Regions from separate parts of the Ovis aries genome. Here region 2 is linked to region 1. A link is a contact called in public Hi-C data. All regions are on one chromosome and are shown on one strand. Each heading gives the region's core, a stretch centred on a gene start, on an enhancer-like site or on the middle of the called end of the contact. The rest is flanking DNA. Distances are from core to core; before and after follow the strand shown.

Evidence for each region. A called contact is a pair of places that touch in the nucleus more often than the background predicts.
Region 2: a contact with region 1 is called in a Hi-C map of hypothalamus, with 6 times the contacts expected there. The contact joins the enhancer-like site here to the promoter of STAMBP in region 1. A contact is called at or near these places in 11 of 16 Hi-C or Micro-C datasets (blood, hypothalamus, liver and 7 more).

The regions. Positions count from the first base shown.
Region 1 is chr3:95,657,203-95,664,148 of ARS-UI_Ramb_v3.0, forward strand. STAMBP (STAM binding protein) reads left to right here and starts at 2,824. Exons shown (of 10, transcript XM_027967012.3): 1 at 2,824-2,865; 2 at 4,822-5,039. The coding sequence starts at 4,837.
Region 2 is chr3:95,857,688-95,864,633 of ARS-UI_Ramb_v3.0, forward strand. It overlaps TET3 (tet methylcytosine dioxygenase 3), which reads left to right. Exons shown (of 12, transcript XM_015094461.3): 4 at 1-1,009. Among named protein-coding and RNA genes, the nearest start is that of TET3, 59 kb to the left of the region's middle. Within about 2 kb of position 3,439, at least 3 of the 54 cell types and tissues checked have an H3K27ac peak or open chromatin away from gene starts, as enhancers often do. A contact at or near this core is called in hypothalamus, where this site is marked.

The DNA.
Region 1 (6,946 bases), core at 1,574-4,073:
GTATGACAATCAAGAGCTAAACTTTTAAACCACAGCATAAAGCTTTGGAGTGGTGATAGTGTCCTGAGACAGAAGGACTAGTAGGCTTGCAGAACTTTTTGGAAAGAGGCTGTGCATGCATTCATACATATACACATCCACAAATAGGATGCGTCACTCTGTGTTTGGTGTAAATAAACACCATGCCCTGGTCGTAGGGTAGGAACTGTGTCATACAGATATTTGTGTCCCCATTGCTTTGCACAGTGACCCTTAGAGATTAAACACTCCTTTTCAATACATTTTTTTTGGTGTTGTGACATTAAAAAGTTAGTCTTTTAGGCAAAAAATAATTGTCTAATACTTCAGGCCAACAATTTTGTCTAGAATGTAACACAAACAAATGGAAATTTTCAGGAGTTTCTTTTCTCTGATTTAGAAAACCTGGTAAGTTTAGCCAGGTTTTCAGATCAGCAATCCCTCTTTGAATACTGGATTAATGTCAGTGTGTTAGAGTGTCTATCTGGCAGGAAAACCCTACTCAAAATGAAAATAGTAGTTCTTTCATAAGATTCAAAATTGTAAGTTAATGAGATAATGAGGCAAAAGATGTTTTTTATTATAGCAACTATTTTTAGAATTTAAGGAAGTTGTGAGTACTCTTCCAGACAGCAACAGAACAAAATCATTCAATTACTGGGTAATACAATCAGACTCCAAAGCAAATAGGTTTCTACTTCAGTTTTAAATAGTTTAGTCCTTGTTAAGCACACCCATTTATGAAATAGTATGTGTAGACAAATAGAAGAGTTCTTGACAATTTTGTGGTGGTTAAAGCAAGCAGATTCATCGATATTATATAGTGGTCATCAACAACTCAATTGACACAAGTTTGAGCAAACTCCAGGAGACAGTGAAGGACACAGCAGCCTGGCATGCTGTAGCCCATGGGGCCACAAAGAATTGGACATGACTGAGCAACTAAACAACAATATAGTGGTAAAGAACAAATATATATTGATATAATATTTCTAGATAATCAAATATTAAACATACTGGGCTTTAGTCTATTAACATATTTTTAAATTTATTTTTAATTGAAGGATAATTGCTTTACAATATTTTGTTGGTTTCTGCCATACATGAATAAGAATTAGTCTACTAATATTTTTAAAAGTTTATAAAGCTGAATACTATACCTTGAAGCAAGGGATAAATTCAAATGTCATTTTTAACAAAATTCAGACTGGATATTGAAACAGCTTTAAACATTAAAACTCCAACAGCCAAGATCTAATATTGCTAATCTAAAACAAATGTACACCTGTTTTTTGCAATGGTAACCACAAATTTTATGATCACAACAGAGTCAGGTAACCTATGAAAACCTAGAAATTTCTAGTGAAATGCTGAAGTCTTTTCTTAACAAAGCTTTGAAAGTCCTATAGTCTGAAAAGGAAATGGTTACAAAATAAGTGCTTTTCAAATTTACAAATAAAATTTTATTGTAATATATGCTAAAAAAAAAAAATTAGGGACTTCCCTGGTGGACCAGTGGTTAAGACTCCATGCTTCCAAGCAGGGAGCATGTGTTCAACCAGTATCCCACAGTCTGTGCTGCACGGCTAGGAAAAAAAAAAAGTTAATGCCCCCAAATTTTAATGGCTTAACCAGTATGCAAAAAAGAACTCGAGGGGCTTAAGCGGTGTGCTAAAGTTTGCAAAATGAAGTGTACTTTTAGATCCTACTAGTGGAAACCACTAGAATGACTGCTCAGTTCCCCAAATACTCTTCCTCTGAAAATCTTGTCACTGACCAGGATGAACCCTAACAGCCACTGAGTCCAACGTGGCCTATCTTTCTGGCCACAAAGGTTTAAAACAGAACTCGACATGACCTTTCTGAATGTGACAATAAACAAAATTGAGGTGAAATGAGCTAAGATTTGAGTAATTTCTAAAAAAATAAGTGAGTGGAAATTCAGGGAAAGCAAATTTCCACATAGAGAAGACCCAAGGATGTGTATTTAGCATAAAAAATTCAAGACATAGCTCATCTGGTTTTTCAGTGACTTCGTAATATAAACAGGGTATTAATAATCTGGTGGGGTAGGTTTCAACATGCAATCAATCTTGATAAAGCTCATAGAATTTTCTGCAGAAAACTGGGATACCCTAGTTTTCAGGACTGACATAAATATATAACACGTGCTTCCCAGGTGGCGCTAGTAGTAAAGAACCTGCCTGCCAATGCAAGAGACATGAGATGCAGGTTTGATCCCTAAGTCAGGAAGATCCCCTGGAGGAGGGCATGACAACCCATTCCAGTATTCTTGCCTGGGGAATCCCAAGGACACAGGAGCCTGGCAGGCTCCAGTCCATAGGGTCGCACAGAGTTGGACAGGACTGAAACGACTTAGCACGCACGCACAAACATATAACTCATCTGCACAAACGCGGAGGACATAAAGGCATGCGGTAAGCATGAAGGTTACCAGTCTAATTTCAATACATGTATGATTTATGCAACAGATTTTATCTGATTTCATACTTCTTAAGCTTTTCCAAGGGATGTTGTATTACAACGTGTGTAGCCTTTCACTGTGTCTGTACTAACCTAAAATAAAAGTTAGCTTGGTCATTGGGTCCTTTGCTCGTTTTCTCTTCTTTGCTGGTTGATTTTCCTTTACCAAAATGGCCCCGCTCTCTCCTCATTGGTGTTTTCTTCTCCTGCAGGTGGCAGCTCTAGCTCCGCCCACCAGTCGCCGCTCGGGTCCTAAGTTTTTGAGAATTTAACTCACAGACCAGAGGGAGGGGGCGGGGCGGGGCGGGGCGGATGCCGGACGTGACGTTTTCGGAAGCGCCGAGAGTCGTCCGCGGGGGACAGGTGGGGAAGGGTCCCAGCTGTGTGGTGGGGCCCGGGCGCTGAGCGTGATCGGAGTCTGACGGCGAGCGGCCACCGTGAGTGTGGGGCCTGCAGCCTTCTCCTCCCTGCGCCCCCTGCCCGGCCTGTCGCGCGCGAGGCCCCTGACGGCTCCGGTCCCCTCCTACCGCTCGCGATAGACGCGAAAGCCTTGAATAATTTTGCCCGATGTTGACAACTTGGCTTGAGTGCCTTCGAGAAGGCCTCGAGTAGTTGTCAGTGGATCCTTCTCCGCTGTAAACGCCCCCATCGCTCATTCCTGGTACTTCCTTTCGCCTCCCGGTCATCTTCCCCCGTTTCGGTTTTTTCCGCCACTTTCCCCCTTATTTGCGGACGCTGCGTCTCCTCTTTGGAGTGTTGGTCAGCCTTGTCGTGTGGGGCAGCACTTGCTGGCCTTGGGAAGAGGTTCCATTCTCGACCAAAAGATCCTCTCCGGAGAGGTGATAAAGAGCAACAAGCCTCTCCTGCCTCAGTTAGCTTTGATGGGCTCTGCAGTGAGTTTACTAATTAGGCAACTTGGGGAGCTTTTAGATTTGCTAGTGGCTTCTTGAGCCCCTGAAAAGACTCCCACAGGAGGTGGACTGCCTCTACATCCCTGGTAGTCCCCACAACTTTTGTACCCTTAGGGTGTTTGAGAAAAAGCTTGGTGGAGGAAGTGTGACCTAAAGATAGAATTGACCTGGAGAAAATCATCTTTGAGGGAGTGCTTGGAATGGAAAACAACAGTGGGTAGACAAATGAAACACATATGAGGATTTCTGGGCAGATAAGAATCCTGACTGAAGCAAAAGGTCTCTGTTGGCAATGAGTAAGGTTTAAAAGGACCGAATGGGGCCAGTTGACACAGGGCCTTGAATTCCAAAATCTGCTATAGCTTGTGTGTTCTACAGCATGCTGGTTGTGCTGTGTCGCTTCAGTCATGTCCGACTTTGTGACCCTGTAAACTATGGCCCACCAGGCTCGTTTGTTCATGGGATTCTCCAGGCAAGAATACTGGAGTGTGCTGTAATACAGGGGGTGTGCTGTAATTCAGTATGCATCAAATACCCAGAATCTTCCTGGAAGTGATGTAGAGTGATATCTGATTGGAAGAAAGAATCTGATTCTAACAGCAGCAGTATCAGGAAAGACTCTAGAATGACTGCAATCTGAGACCCAGGGAGGGGAGACTCCCAGGCGGTTTTTGTTATTTTTGGTTTGGGTTTTGCCTTTCAAGTTACCTTTTTGTCCTTTTGTTATTCAAGGAGTACTTAGTCTTCAAAGATAGATTTGAATAAACTGTTTTCTAGATCTGAATTCCTTACCTTGAAATGATGATGTTGTACATTGACTGGACTAGTGATTTTATGAGCAGAGTCAGGATTATAAATATTCATCCCCACACCATTTCCCCTCACTAACCTTGTGCTAAAGTGCGAAAAGTTGTAGACAAAGTCCGTTACTCTCAGGTTAAATGATCAACTTAAAGTCAGTTAACAATCATCAGGAAATGTCATTGAGTATTCTCTGTCAGGTACTGGGGTGGGTGGAAGTGGGTAGCTGGGAGGAGAGATAATGGAAAAAATACAAGATACTGTTCCTTTTTTTATGGTGCTGAGGTCAGGGCCACCTAATGACAGGGAATGATTAGCATGAAAAGAGGACTGAAGCTCTTGTGGCTCATTATAGTTACACTCTTTGTACCACCTAATCATGCCACAGGCATTACAGGTTTCTGAGTCTGTCAGCCCTTTCATCCTTGTGAAATGGGCTTCCTGGAGGGTCTCAGGCTTCTTGTGGCGAAGAGACCTTAGTTAATATGGGCAACAGCATGTGGTGTTTTTCTCTTAATTTCTTTGTAAGGTGGAGGTTTGTTGAGATAAACACCTGTGCCGAGGTGACGGGGGCCTTGGTATTGATGCCATCTTTTACTTGTTTCAGGACGTCTTGGTCCTCATGTCTGACCATGGAGACGTGAGCCTCCCACCCGAAGACCGGGTTAGGGCTCTGTCCCACAGGGGCAGCGCCGTGGAGATAAATGAAGACATTCCACCCCGCCGGTACTTCCGCTCCGGAGTGGAGATTATCCGAATGGCATCTGTTTACTGCGAGGAAGGCAACATTGAATATGCCTTCATCCTCTATAACAAGTATATCACGTAAGACACCTCCAGTTTCCTTTTTCTTTTCTGGTGACTGATGCCTCACTCATGGTGCTCTTGTGCTCATTTATTTCTGCTCAGAATTGCTAAAACCAGAGGACTTTACAACATCCTTATCATTAATCATTTTTGCTTGCAGCTCCGACATATTAGCTGTTCTTGACATTCAAAGACATGGGTACTGCAAGTGTTGTTTTCGTGACTCAGTAATTTCATGAGTAAGAAACCTAGCTCTTTGGGCTGTGCCCACATGGCCCAGCTGTTAGGCAAGAGAGTTGGTGTTTAAACTATACATGTTTTGTATCGATGAAGGTTTTTTCCTGTCCCTTCGCTATGAAGGCAGCCAATCAGAGGATTATCGCTGAGGTTTAGCAGAGCCAAAATTCCTCACCTCTACCTATTTTGTAGCAAATTGATTGTCTCCGGAAAGAGTTTTTTCGTAACCTTTATCATAATCGTGTAAATCATTAAATAAGTATTGACCACCTACGGTTTGTATAGCTCATCATAAGACCTTTCCCTTGAGTTGCTTAGCCTCTTGCAGCTTTGAAGATTTCAGTTAACAGGAACAATTGCTAAAGTCCCAGTGACATTGGAAAAGATGTGTAATTTAGGAAGGGAATAATAATGTTAAAAGATCTCATTTCTAGTCTTGTTCTTTCATAATATTAGGACCTTAAGGTAACAATAATTACAGTGTATTTGTGTAGCTCTTCAACAGTTCACAGAGTATTTCACCTGCATTCATGTCATTTGATCTTTACAGTTCTGTGTGCGCTGTGTAGGGCGCATCATCCTTCCATTCTGCATATGAGGAAACACCCTCCAGGTTCAGTGGTAGGCTTTAGTCCACAATTTGCAGTGGCAAAACCTAGATTTTCCAACTCTTAATTCAGGATTCATTCTACAACATAAGTCCTATTCTTTTTGTTTTCTTTTTGGTACTGTTTCTTGAATTGAAGGTAGTCTTTTGAGATTATAGTCTGGTGACACATTAATTTGGGGTTATTCTTTATTGTTTTTTGAATAGGTAACGTGCATGTAGTGCAGAATTCAGAAGGCACAAAAGCGTATATATATTTCTAATCCTCTTTTCCCCCAAACCTTTAGTTCCCCTCCCCACAGGCAGTCACTCTGATTAGTTTCTTGTATGTTCTTCCAGAGGTGATGGGTGCATATTAATTATATGATACTAAGTTTTTGATCACATACTGCTCTAAAGCAGCGTTTGTCAACTTTGGTGTTAGTGACATTTTGCGTTGAACAATACTTTGTTGCACAGGAGTAGCCTGTGCATTGTAGTGTGTTTAGCAGCATCTTTGGTCTTTCTATTCACTAGATGCCAGTAGAGCCCCTTACCCCCAAGTTGTGACAACCCAGAATGTCTCCAGATATCACTAATGCTCTCTGAGAGGGAAAACTGCCCCAGTTGAGAGCCAGTACTCTAAAGAAAACTAGGTGTAAGAGTGGATTCCCTAGAATTCATATTGTAATTTTAGGATGGAACAAAGGGAGTGCTGTGGTTTCATAAAGTTTCATAGAGTTATAATTATCTTTCTCCCTCTCTTTGCTATTAGGAATTTTTCATTCCTAGGCACTATGGGCACAAAATTTATTTTCCTGAGATATTTCTTTGGCTATTGTCCTCCTCTTCATTTACTCTGCTGCTGCTAGAACTAGTATATTTCCAGTGATCTTGTAGACAGCTCTCTCAGAATGAGGGGCACAGTTCCTTTGGGAAATTATAGTTGAGTAAGTGCAGTAGAATCATGGAATCACTGTACCAGGTGTTTTCTGAAGGGCCTTCTGGGTCTTGTTGTTCCACATAGAAAGTGCTTTGAGGGTGAGGATCATATTCATTCAGCAAATATATATTGTGTATATCTGCTATCTACTTGACAGTG
Region 2 (6,946 bases), core at 2,189-4,688, 200 kb after region 1:
GTCGAGGTGCCCTCGTCCTCCCCGTCCCCCGTTCTCCAGAGGGAGGCGCCCACATCGTCCTCGGAGCCCGACACCCACCAGAAGGCCCAGACGGCCCTGCAGCAGCACCTCCACCATAAGCGCAGTCTCTTCCTGGAACAGGCCCACGACGCCTCCCGCCCGCTGCCCCCGGAGCTTCCTGCTCCTGGCTGGTGGGCGCCACCCAGCTCACCTGCCCCTCGGCCTTCCGACAGACCACCCAAGGAGAAGAAGAAGAAGCCCCTGGCACTAGCTGGAGGTCCTGTGGGAGCTGACAGAGCTGGCCCTGGGATCAAGCCCGGTGTCCGGAAGCCCGTTCACATCAAGAAGTCCAGGCCACGAGAAGCGCAGCCCCTCTTCCCGCCTCTGCGGCAGATCGTCCTGGAAGGGCTGAGGCCCCCAGCCTCTGAGGACGTGCAGGCTCACCCACCTGCCCCCGTCCCCACCTCACAGGGCTCTGTCGTCCCCCTGCCCCCAGAACCTTCTCTTGCGCTATTTGCACCTAGTCCCTCCGGGGACAGCCTGCTGGCCCCTACTCAGGAAATGAGGTCTCCCAGCCCCGTGGCAGCCCTGCAGCCAGGCTCCACTGGCCCTCTTCCCCCTGCTGATGACAAGCTGGAAGAGCTCATCCGGCAGTTTGAGGCTGAATTTGGGGATAGCTTTGGGCTTCCTGGCCCCCCGTCTGTGCCCATTCAGGACCCTGAGAACCAGCCAACTTGTCTCCCAGCCCCCGAGAGCCCTTTTGCTACCCGCTCTCCCAAGCAAATCAAGATCGAATCTTCCGGGGCTGTGACTGTGCTCTCAACCACCTGCTTCCATTCAGAGGAGGGAGGCCAGGAGGCCACACCCACCAAGGCCGAGAACCCACTCACACCCACCCTCAGTGGCTTCCTGGAGTCGCCTCTTAAGTACCTGGACACACCCACCAAGAGTCTGCTGGACACACCCGCCAAGAGAGCCCAGGCCGAGTTCCCCACCTGTGATTGTGTGGGTAAGTCCTTCTGGCTGGTGGGGAAGGGCAAGGGGATGAGGCCCGGTGGGCTTGGATTTCTAGGTTCTGGCTTTGATTTGGGAAACATTTGCTGTGTGCCGGCCACCACACTGGGGCCTGTGGACGCAGAAGTGAGCACGCAGGCTAGTGGAGAAGACATTGAAGGAAACTGATGGTGATGCTGTGTGGTATATCGTGTGTCAGTGGTGGTGCTTTGTCGTACAGATTGAGGCGAAGGCGTCGTGGAAGCCTTCCTGTGGGAGGTGGTGCTTGTGCTGAGGCCTGCAGGGCTGTCCGGTGGAAGGAAGATGTGCTGAGAAGAGGGAACAGCTTGGGCAACAGCTTGGTGCCCGTGACAGAGTAGGGCCTATTTCGATGGCTCTTGGCCTGAGAAAGCAAAAGGGAAGGAGTCTGTGTGGGGATGACGAAAGGCGGCTTGAGAAGCAGGCAGGGACCAGGTCTCACATGCAGGGCCCAGGGAGCCTCGCTTGGGAGTTTGGCTTAGTCTTACTGGTAATATGTAATGAGCTCCTGAGGGTTTTAAAGCACCAATCATCAGCTTGTGCTTCTGAAAGACTGTTCCGGCTTGTGGGGAGGAAAGACGGTGGTTGGGGGGGCCTGTAGGAAAGGTATTCTTGTGAGCCAGGCCTGGGCTGAAACACTAGGTGGGGAGAGGCAGCAGAGTTAGTAGCCTCTGAGGAGGGGGCTGTGGGGGCGTGGACAGCTCAGGTCTCTGGCTTGGTGGCAGTGAGCACTGAGAACGCACGTTTGGAGAAGTGGCGAGTTCTGTTTGGACAGCCTGAGTTGAAGGGCAGAGAGACTGTAGATCGGGCCCTGAGTTATGCATTTGGACGTAGTTAATTTCAGGTGATGGCTGAGGCCCTGGTGTGGATGAGAGCACTGAAGAATTGGGTCTGTTTCTGAGCCTTGCCTTCTGGAAGAGAAGCAGGGCACCGGGCCTCTGGAAGGCTGCTCTGGGGGACTTCGCTGTCTCGGGGGAGGTCATGGATGCCTCAGGAAACTCCAGGTCCACTATAGAAGGTGGATATCTGCTACTTACTGAGCATTCCGTAAAAGATGTGCACGTTTCAGATGCTGGCCAAAAAACACATTGAGACCGATGATGAGCATGTTGAATTGCTGCGATCTTATGATACACCGATAGATCTTATGAGAAGGCTGTCTTCTCTGCTTGTTTAAATACACTGTAATGTTTGGTCAGTTGTGTGATTTGTTGGGCTGTTGTATCCCAGTTGACAAGGAGAAGCTGGGCTGTCCTGCCTGCTCCAGCTATCCCAGACTCCTGGGGTACAAGACAGTGAGTGGGGCTGGCGACAAAGAATCTCTTGGAGAACAAGGAAAAGTTGGCCTCAGTGCTTCCATCCAGGGGTGCACAGATGTGCAGCGTCCTGCCAAAGGCTCACAAACGTGCCCTGAGATTGTGGTTTCCACTGAGGGCCAACCCTCTTCATTATTGGGTCTAATAATGATGTGACTTTGAGGGCCCCTTATTTCCCAGCGTTTGGGGGACACTTGTTCTGATCATAGGACGTGGGGGGCCCCCTTTCGCTCTTCATGTTTGTAGATGTCTGGCCTGTCTTCCTTTTGTTTAGGGCTTCATTTGCTGTTTCTCCTCCTCCATGGAAGGAAGTATTCTTATATAGGGCTGAGGACACAGTTGATCTGTGATAAATATTTAATTGTGGAATTCAGTGATACAGATATTGGGATGAAATACTATGTTTGGTCAAACTAATTTTTTTTAAACTTGAATTTTAATCCCATCACTTCCCCATGCCTAAAATGAAGGGGATAGTAGTACCTGGTCACCAGGGTTTATCTGAGCATTAAATTAGTTAATACAGGTAAAGCACTTAGGACTGTGTCTAGCATGTAAGAAGCACTGTAAGAGTACTTAGCTATTATCAAGCCTATCAAGTGCAAAAAAGCAAGAGAAGGATGTAAAAGCAGAAATATTACGAAGGAAAGAAAGTGTTGGCTGTTACTTTATTGATCTGTCATTTATTGTTTACCTAACCCAGTCCTAGTGACCAGTGTGATAAAATTTAAGAGAAATGGTTTAAGGACATCGTGGTCTGCTTAAAGAGACAATGTAAACAATGAAATACCCAGCGGTCCAGTCAGCAGGTATCTGCCGGGTGCCTGTGCTGTTATGTGGAAGTGGTTGAACTGCCATCGTGCTCTGAAACACTAGGCTTGGTTGTCATCTTGGAGGGCAGTGCTTTGCTTAGGAAGCTACTTTTCGGAGCTGGGTTTTGAAGACTGTAGTGAACATAGGTGGGGTGACGTGAGAAGGTAGCCACCCTAGCCCGAGGAATTCGTGAGTGTGGTTAAGGAGCAAGCCGCTGGCTCACGGTAGACCTGAGCCCTCAGGGTGCGCCTGCATTTCTTAGGCCAGAGGAGCCCCCCAGTGGATAGGACAAGATTCAGCTTGAAGCTCCTGAGCGAAAGCAGGGGCAGTAGAGAGTCGGCGTCAGAGAAATCCAGCGTGGCAACGGTGGCAGCCTGTTGCCGGGCAGGGTTTGGGGGTGGCAGGGGCAGTGGGCAAGAGGTAAGGGGAGCACCACCACTAGTTCTCCATTACTCCAACTTGTATTTTATTTGCATGTAATACGGATAAAATATTTGTATGCTATCTATTGCTAAACAAACAATTAGAACCAAACCCACCTTGTGTTGTTAAATGTTAAATTGTGGAAAAATGCTGACAATGAAAACAGCAGATACAAAGAATATTTAAATGATCAGCTCACCTAGGGTTAAAACAAGAATAGAGAGGGGACTTCCCTGGTGGTCCAATGGCTAAGATTCCATGTTCCCAATGCAAGGGGCCTGGGTTCGATTCCTGGTCAGGAAACTAGATCCCATGTGCTGCTACTAAAGATCCTGCATGCCACAGCTAAGACCTGGCACAGCAAATAAATCAACATTTTTTTAAAAATAGAGAAAAGCCTAGGAAGAACTACATCAACAGTGGGATTAAAATTCAAGTTTAAAAAAATTAGTTTGACCAAACATGATATCTCATCCCAATATCTGTATCATTGAATTCCACAATTAGAATATTTATTATGGATCAACTATGTCCTCAGCCCCACAGAAGAATATTTCCTTCCCTGGAGGAGGAGAAACAGCAAATGAGGCCCTAAACACAAGGAAGACAGGTCAGATGTCTACAAACATGAAGAGAGAAAGGGAGGGGGCCCCAATTCCTATGATCAGAATAAGTGTCCCCCAGCTGCTGGGAAATAAGGGGCCCACAAAGTCACTTCTGGTCAGACTGTGAGGGACTTTCCTCTCATTATGTTTTCTGACTTTTCTGTAATGAAATATGTATGTTATAACCAAGAAATATTTTTGAAAATGCCTCCTCCTAGAAGTGGCCCAGAAGATGGATTGGTGAAGAGTGACAACCCTGTGGCAGGAGACCAGTTAGGAAGCTGCTGAGAACAACAATAAGAACTACAACAGTAGTAATAAAGTGGCAGAGGAGAAGCTTGCTCTATTCTAGGAACTGTGCCAAGTGTTGCTTTGCAGGCACTGCCTCGTTTAATCCTCTGTAGCATCTATATGAGATAGATACTATCAGTAGTTCCATCATAATGATGTTTTTTCATTTCTTGATGTTTCCTGCTTTCTTGCAAAATTAGATTCAATGACTTTGCCAAGTCAAAGAGCTAGCATGGTGGAAGTAAGATTTGAACCTAGGCAGCTGGACCACTGTGATTTACTGTGATTAAAATTGTGTCACTGAGAAATAAGTCCAACTAAAATAGTGGTGTGAGAAATGGAGAGGGCCGAAGAAGGAAGGATTCACTTGGAAACAGTTTCTGGAGGTGCTGAGGTTTTTGTTAAAGCCTGGACAGGTGGTTTGGCAGAATTCAGCTGGTGTGGTGGAATTTATCTCTGTGAACTCAAGCTTGGGACAAGGGCTAGGAATGAAGCTTGTTCAGTCTGGAATTAATGTCAGGTGGGAACCATCTCATATTCCGGAAGCTCAGCCTCTCAACAGTGGTATGTAGAAAGGTGCAGATGGCAGGAAGCATTTTCTGTAGAAGTGCCAGTGAAATTGGGGGATGCCATTAAGCTCTCATAACAGATGATTTACATATGGGAACAACTTTATAAAACATGAAAAGGTCTTAGAGCATAGCAAAAGAAACCTAATGTTCAAGCTCCGTGGTGATTTTTGCTAAATAAGCAACTTTGGCTAATATGGGCACCACCAGGTAACCAGTAAGCCAAGCACCAAGAGCATCGTTTTGTACTTGTATGGAGATTACAGGTTTTCTGAAGGCATGCCTGGGATTCATCTCTACTTGTTCTCTGAATCTTGAAATACTGCAATTAAAGGTACCTTTTGGGGCTTCAAAAAAATAAATTTAAAAGACCTGAAAGGAGATGCTTTACTCCAAAAGGTACTATGATATGTACAGACTTGGGAAAACATGGCCCAAATTGAAGTTCTGTATTGAAATATTGGGAGAAGAGAGTATGGATGCATTTGTAGTATTTGGAAGCACACACTGGAGACTCATCTAACCACAGCTTAACCTTCCTGTGACACTCCTGTCAGAGGCAGGATGGCTCACTGCAGTGACTGTTGGCTAGGCCCTTTATGTATTTTATCTCTTCTCAGAAATGGGGACATTCACAGGACAGGGAATGCGTCCAGACGATGTTTTTGTGGGGAAAGCATTCTTGGAGGTTATCTGCCCGTCGTTTTATAGGTGAGGAGTCAGGTCCGTATCAGCTTTCACATCTTGCCCTGCTGTCTGTGAGGAGCAGTCCACAGGTCGCTGGAGACATAGAATGGCAGTGAAGGCAGAAGTTGAGACGGATTTTAGAGGCTGTTTTCATAGGAATGCTGTGTTCTGTTCAGTTGATCATCTTGCCCTAAAGTAATGGCCAAAGATCAATACAAGAAGAACATCTCCTTGGCTTCCCTGGTGGCTCAGTGGTGATGCAGGAGGTAGGCCAGGGAGATCGCACGTGCCCCAGAGCAGCTAAGCCCGTGTGCCCCAGCTCGGGAGCCTGGGAACCCTAGCACCCGTGCCCTGCAGCCAGAGAAACCACCTCAGTGACACGTGCGCACGCCGCCGCTGCAGAGCAGCCCCTGCTCACAGCCACTGGAGAAAAGCCTGCAAGGCAGCCACAAATAAATAAATAGAATTATAAAAAGGAAAGCTGCTGCTTTGCTTGGAACATGGTGAAAGTTTGAATGAGGGGTGAATGTTGTCCAGCAGATGTGGCTGATCGCAGTATCCACGGGGTGACTTCAGTGTGAGCCGCAATTTTGAATGGGAGACGTATCTCTGTCTACAGTGAAGTCTATTTCCTGTAAGTTTTTTGCTGCGTCAGGTCTCAGCTGCGGCATGGGGGAATCTTCGTTGCTCCGTGTGGGAGCTTTCCTTGCGGCACACAGACGCTAGAGCTGTGGCGCACGTGCTCGGCAGTGCAGTGTGAGGTCTTGGTTGCTCTGCAGCCTGTGGCATCTTGGATCCCCGACCAGGGGGTGAACTCGTGTCTCCTGCATTGCAAGGCAGATTCCCAACCACTGGACTACTAGGGAAGTCCCCATTACCTACGGTTTTTATGAGAATATAGTTCCCTTCTTTGTATGAAGTTTGATATGAAAAAGAACTTCATCTCTTTTAAAAGTCTTCCTGGTGGTTCAGATAGTAAAGAATCTGCCTGCAGTGTGGGAAACGGGGTTCAATCGCTGGGTAAGGAAGACCCCCTGGAGAAGGAAATGGCAACCCCTTCCAGTATTCTTGCTTGGAGAATTCCATGGACAGAAGAGCCTGGCAGGCTATAGTCCATGGGGTCTTTTACTGTTTTGTTTTTTTTTTTTTGGCAATAGAATATTTGTATACCAGTATATGGTGGGGAATCTGACTGTATAGTGGGTCGGAA